Regions from separate parts of the Zea mays genome. Here region 1 is linked to region 2. The links are chromatin contacts, called in public Hi-C maps. All regions are on one chromosome and are shown on one strand. Each heading gives the region's core, a stretch centred on a gene start, on an enhancer-like site or on the middle of the called end of the contact. The rest is flanking DNA. Distances are from core to core; before and after follow the strand shown. Region 1 holds the start of LOC103643875 (teosinte branched1). Region 2 holds the start of LOC103643873 (protein FAF-like, chloroplastic).

The links. Hi-C and Micro-C count contacts between places; a contact is called where the count stands out from the background.
Region 1: a Hi-C map of ear shows a contact between it and region 2, with 5 times the contacts expected there. The contact joins the promoter of LOC103643875 here to the promoter of LOC103643873 in region 2. A contact is called at or near these places in 2 of 25 Hi-C or Micro-C datasets (both in ear).

Annotation. Positions count from the first base shown.
Region 1 is chr1:272,329,462-272,332,161 of Zm-B73-REFERENCE-NAM-5.0, forward strand. LOC103643875 (teosinte branched1) reads left to right here and starts at 1,383. Exons shown (of 1, transcript NM_001382583.1): 1 at 1,383-2,700. The coding sequence starts at 1,478. The coding sequence ends at 2,608.
Region 2 is chr1:272,167,342-272,170,041 of Zm-B73-REFERENCE-NAM-5.0, forward strand. It overlaps LOC103643873 (protein FAF-like, chloroplastic), which reads left to right and starts at 1,294. Exons shown (of 2, transcript XM_008667054.3): 1 at 1,294-1,490; 2 at 1,606-2,700. The coding sequence starts at 1,653.

The DNA.
Region 1 (2,700 bases), core at 133-2,632, 160 kb after region 2:
TTTTCTTCGCCATTGTATTTCTCAATCCACTATATACAAAGAGGTTATAGGGTATATATTACACATCTTACGGTCCGAACCTATATTTAAATTACCCATGTATTGATGCCTAGGCGGTATCCAGCAACAGAGTGTCTCTAGCACGCATCTCTTACTCTATTTATCAACTCTCCCCCGAATACATGTGGTTCCTTATTGTCACTGGCGGATCTACAGGGTGTCACCCTGTAGTCCGGTACCGGCATAACATATTAGCTTTGTCTATTTCATGACTTCAAACATGTTGCAACAACCTACAGATGCGTTCAGTCTATCTATATACAAGAGGAAGAATACAAGTGACAAATCTAATTTGTGAATATAAGAATTATTATGCTGGTTTACATAGAATACCAAATTATAGCACACATTTATCATTCCTTATTGAATTTCTAAATGTATTTCACTGAATTATTCATGCATTTTTAATTTGGCATACCTTATAGTAAAATTCTATAACCGCTACTGCTTATTGTCATTATGCGACTTGGAAGACATTTTCTACCTACTGAAAGCGGTCTGTTTTTTGTGTTGTCGAGAGTGTGATGGGTAACCATAGTTAATAATGCACTGGATCTATCACTACTCATACAGGTCCCATATGCCTAATAATGTTGTGAAGACCAACTCATCTGACCACATCTGTCCCTACCATGCTTGTACACCACACTACATACATCACTCATCACTGGTCCTTCGTTTCGGTACCCTCCTCCCACAATGTTCAATGTATATACTAATAGTTCTCAAATAAATTCCTGTGGATGTTACAAAAACCCACGGTCTTTGGTTTCCTGAAGAAGTATTTCATGGAGGCGCGCACGTCCATCGTACTGCGTCCTGCAGCTATGGCCGCCCCCATCTGGCCAATAAATGTACTAGGTCACTTGTAGCCAATAGCGTTTCAACATGCACACAGCTTTTCCCCCAATAGTGCAGGTCCTTGTATTCTCCTCCCTCTCCCTCACCTCAAATCTCATCCACACGAACAGGCGGCACGGCAGTATTCCTCCACAGCCCTCCTCTCTATAAGATGGCACAGCCCTCTCAGGTAGGGGCGAGTGTCTCACTCTCACATAGTAAAAAAAAAAAACGCCCCAAGGTTCTTAAGCACAATTCTCTAGCTATCTTGGTCTCCTACACAGCCTATGCACATGAGCCCATGCCTCTCCTCTCCTTGCGCCTGCATAGAGAGGTGGTATGATCACCTGGAAAGTTTTTAACTCTCTCTCTCTCTCTCTCTCTCTCTCTCTCTCTTACAAGCCTAGACCTTATGCATGGTCGGACGGACACATCTGATCATAGGACATATGAGTAGGCCACACTCCTCCTGCCCCTCTCTCGTAGAGATCAACACACACTGCTCTTAGTGCCAGGACCTAGAGAGGGGAGCGTGGAGAGGGCATCAGGGGGCCTTGGAGTCCCATCAGTAAAGCACATGTTTCCTTTCTGTGATTCCTCAAGCCCCATGGACTTACCGCTTTACCAACAACTGCAGCTAAGCCCGTCTTCCCCAAAGACGGACCAATCCAGCAGCTTCTACTGCTACCCATGCTCCCCTCCCTTCGCCGCCGCCGACGCCAGCTTTCCCCTCAGCTACCAGATCGGTAGTGCCGCGGCCGCCGACGCCACCCCTCCACAAGCCGTGATCAACTCGCCGGACCTGCCGGTGCAGGCGCTGATGGACCACGCGCCGGCGCCGGCTACAGAGCTGGGCGCCTGCGCCAGTGGTGCAGAAGGATCCGGCGCCAGCCTCGACAGGGCGGCTGCCGCGGCGAGGAAAGACCGGCACAGCAAGATATGCACCGCCGGCGGGATGAGGGACCGCCGGATGCGGCTCTCCCTTGACGTCGCGCGCAAATTCTTCGCGCTGCAGGACATGCTTGGCTTCGACAAGGCAAGCAAGACGGTACAGTGGCTCCTCAACACGTCCAAGTCCGCCATCCAGGAGATCATGGCCGACGACGCGTCTTCGGAGTGCGTGGAGGACGGCTCCAGCAGCCTCTCCGTCGACGGCAAGCACAACCCGGCAGAGCAGCTGGGAGGAGGAGGAGATCAGAAGCCCAAGGGTAATTGCCGCGGCGAGGGGAAGAAGCCGGCCAAGGCAAGTAAAGCGGCGGCCACCCCGAAGCCGCCAAGAAAATCGGCCAATAACGCACACCAGGTCCCCGACAAGGAGACGAGGGCGAAAGCGAGGGAGAGGGCGAGGGAGCGGACCAAGGAGAAGCACCGGATGCGCTGGGTAAAGCTTGCTTCAGCAATTGACGTGGAGGCGGCGGCTGCCTCGGGGCCGAGCGACAGGCCGAGCTCGAACAATTTGAGCCACCACTCATCGTTGTCCATGAACATGCCGTGTGCTGCCGCTGAATTGGAGGAGAGGGAGAGGTGTTCATCAGCTCTCAGCAATAGATCAGCAGGTAGGATGCAAGAAATCACAGGGGCGAGCGACGTGGTCCTGGGCTTTGGCAACGGAGGAGGAGGATACGGCGACGGCGGCGGCAACTACTACTGCCAAGAGCAATGGGAACTCGGTGGAGTCGTCTTTCAGCAGAACTCACGCTTCTACTGAACACTACGGGCGCACTAGGTACTAGAACTACTCTTTCGACTTACATCTATCTCCTTTCCCTCAACGTGAGCTTCTCAATAATTTGCTGTCTT
Region 2 (2,700 bases), core at 44-2,543:
ATCTGGGGTAAACCAACATAATTTGTCCTTCGACCTTTCAACCTCTACTCGCATGCCCCTCTGCACAAAGTGTTTATCAATCTGGCATCTCATCGCGCGTGAAAGATGCATGCTCTGATCAAACACCGTTCTAAAAAGACACCAATTGTATCCCAAAGAAACCAACTGTTTTTTTCTCTTGTAAATCATCCAATATACTGTTCTATAAAGACAAAAGAACTGCTGCTACTATCTTGCACCATTGTATACATACATATGTGTTTCACCTAGGTCTCTCTTCCTTAGTTACGTGGACTATAAATACCAAACTGAAAACTAGAACTATACCATGTATGGCCACATATAATAATGGATACCGCGAACAAGAAGAATACACGAGTAAACTAACTTCTTCCGAGACAATATTCACATAGATGTACTATCTTTGTTTTAAAATAAATATGCTTGTAGCATTTATTTTTTTCCTAAAATAAATAACATTAATAGGTATGGTCCGTCTAGTTACAGTAGTTTTTTTTTTACTTTTACTTTCTCTACTTGTAAAGTGCAATCCTGAATAGATTTTGACTCGAGTAATTTTTTTATACCGTAGACATTTCCACAAAGTTCTATGTTTCATGTAAGTTCTTTTTTTACCGCGCATGCGCATCCGCCCACCGCCCATGCACTAGTAAACAAATTCAAGAGACTGTTTGATTATATACTTATGCTAAAAATTACCACATATTTTATGTCACACTTGTCTAAGGTTAGTTTAAATTTTTGTCACACTTGTTTAGTTTAAATCTTGCACACTTTTATAAGTCATTTACGAGTGAGACTCAATAGAAAAATCTTTCTATATCTGTGGCTGCAAACTAAACACATGTCTAACTTGATCAACCATATCTAATCTTGGATGACATCGAACTAAACAAGTCCTAAATACAATCACCACAAGCGATGCTTGCACGACCGACGGGAACCATTTTTTTTTTCCGTATGTGCTTCAGAGGGGAAAAGACATTTTATCCGTTTGTTAGGTTAATTATAACCATATAGCCTCAGCAACAGTTTGTTACTCATCCCGCCTAGAAGGCTAGAACCATGACACCATCATCGGGCAAGAAATGCCAAAGCTCTATTTATTTATTAACTTGCAAAAAGGCAGCCGGTGGGGAGGCAGAGCATGGTGGATGCAAAGTAGTGTTGGGCCCTCCGCCTTTGTCCCTGAACGGCCAATACCGTCTGCTCTCTCCCCTTGCCCCACCAGCCCCAGTCCCCAGCCCAGCCTACAAATAGCACCCCAGCTGAGCAACCACACCATACATGCCTGCAACAAAGCCTTTGTTGTGTTTGTGCAACAGCAGCAGCACAGACATTTAGCTCCAGAGTCGGGACTACTAGTAGCCAAGATCACACAATTTCCAAGACCAACGCGCTTCCAAATTCCCAGCTTCTGCGCAGTGTGCATGCTCTGCCCGCTTCTCTGATTCTGATCTGAGTCTGAGGTAAGATTAAGAAGCCTGACACGCCGGTTAAGTTAGCCGGTTACTCAAGACTCTTTGCAACAAGAGCGCCAGTCATCTGTTGCTCACGTCTCTTTACGATCGTGCCTCTTCACAGGGAGCAAGCGCGACTGCCACTTCACACCTTCCTCCAGCGCGGCGAAGATGTCGGTGGCGGTGTGCCGTGGCCCAGCTGTTCCGGCGTTCGAGGCGCCCTGCTGGCTGCGCCCTGCTGAGCCGTACAGGCAGCCGGAGGCCGTCGTCGACGTCGACCGGCCTGCGCAGGCGGACATATGGAACGCCATCCAGGCCGACGTGGGCAAGGTGGGCGCCGGCGCCAAGAAGGCGTCCAAGCCGTACGTGCGGGACCCATTCGTGCGCCGGTCGTCGATCCTGATGAGCCAGAAGAGCCTCGAGGTCTGCACGGAGAGCCTCGGCAACGAGACCGGCTCCGGCGACTTCGCGTCATCCCTGGACATGTCCTGCCTGTTCGACGCGCCGCTGCCGGCGGCGGCGGATGAGTCCTTCTGGCAGCACGACGCGGATCGCTGCTGCGAGGAGAAGGAGCAGTGGGGGAGCAAGGACCTCGCGGCGGTGAACTACCACTGCTCGGCCGGGACGCGGCCACGGCGCCGCTCGTTCCCGCCGCCGCTGCCGTCCATGTCGCGCCGCGACGGGCCGTGCGTGCAGATGCGCCCGCGCCGCCAGGACGGGCGCCTCGTGATCGAGGCCGTGGCGGTGCGGCCGCGCGGGTACCTCCACGCGAGGCGCCAGGGCGGACGCCTCTGCCTCTCCTTCGTCGAGTGCTCTGCCCGCGACCAGAGCGCGGCGACCAGGGTCACTGCGGCGGCGGCGGCAGAGGCGCCGTATTTCTGCGCCGTGGAGCCCAGGAACGCGCAAGAGGAAGAGGCGGCCGTGGAAATGGACGACGACGAGGTGATGGAGGATGATGAGGAGGAGGAGGAGGTGGAGGTGCTGGACAGGGGCACCGTCGTTGAGGTCAAGGTGAGCACGCAGCCGCAGGCACCAACCGCGGCCAAGGTGCACCGCTCGACGCTCGTGATCAACAAGTTCGTCGGCAGCACGCCGCTGTCCGTGTATCAACCCCGGCGCCACGCCGCCAACGCGGCACAGCCCGAGGCGGAAACCTGCGACGAGACGGCGGCGCAGTCACCGCGCCCGACGGCCCTGCGCCGGGTGCCGTCGTCCACGA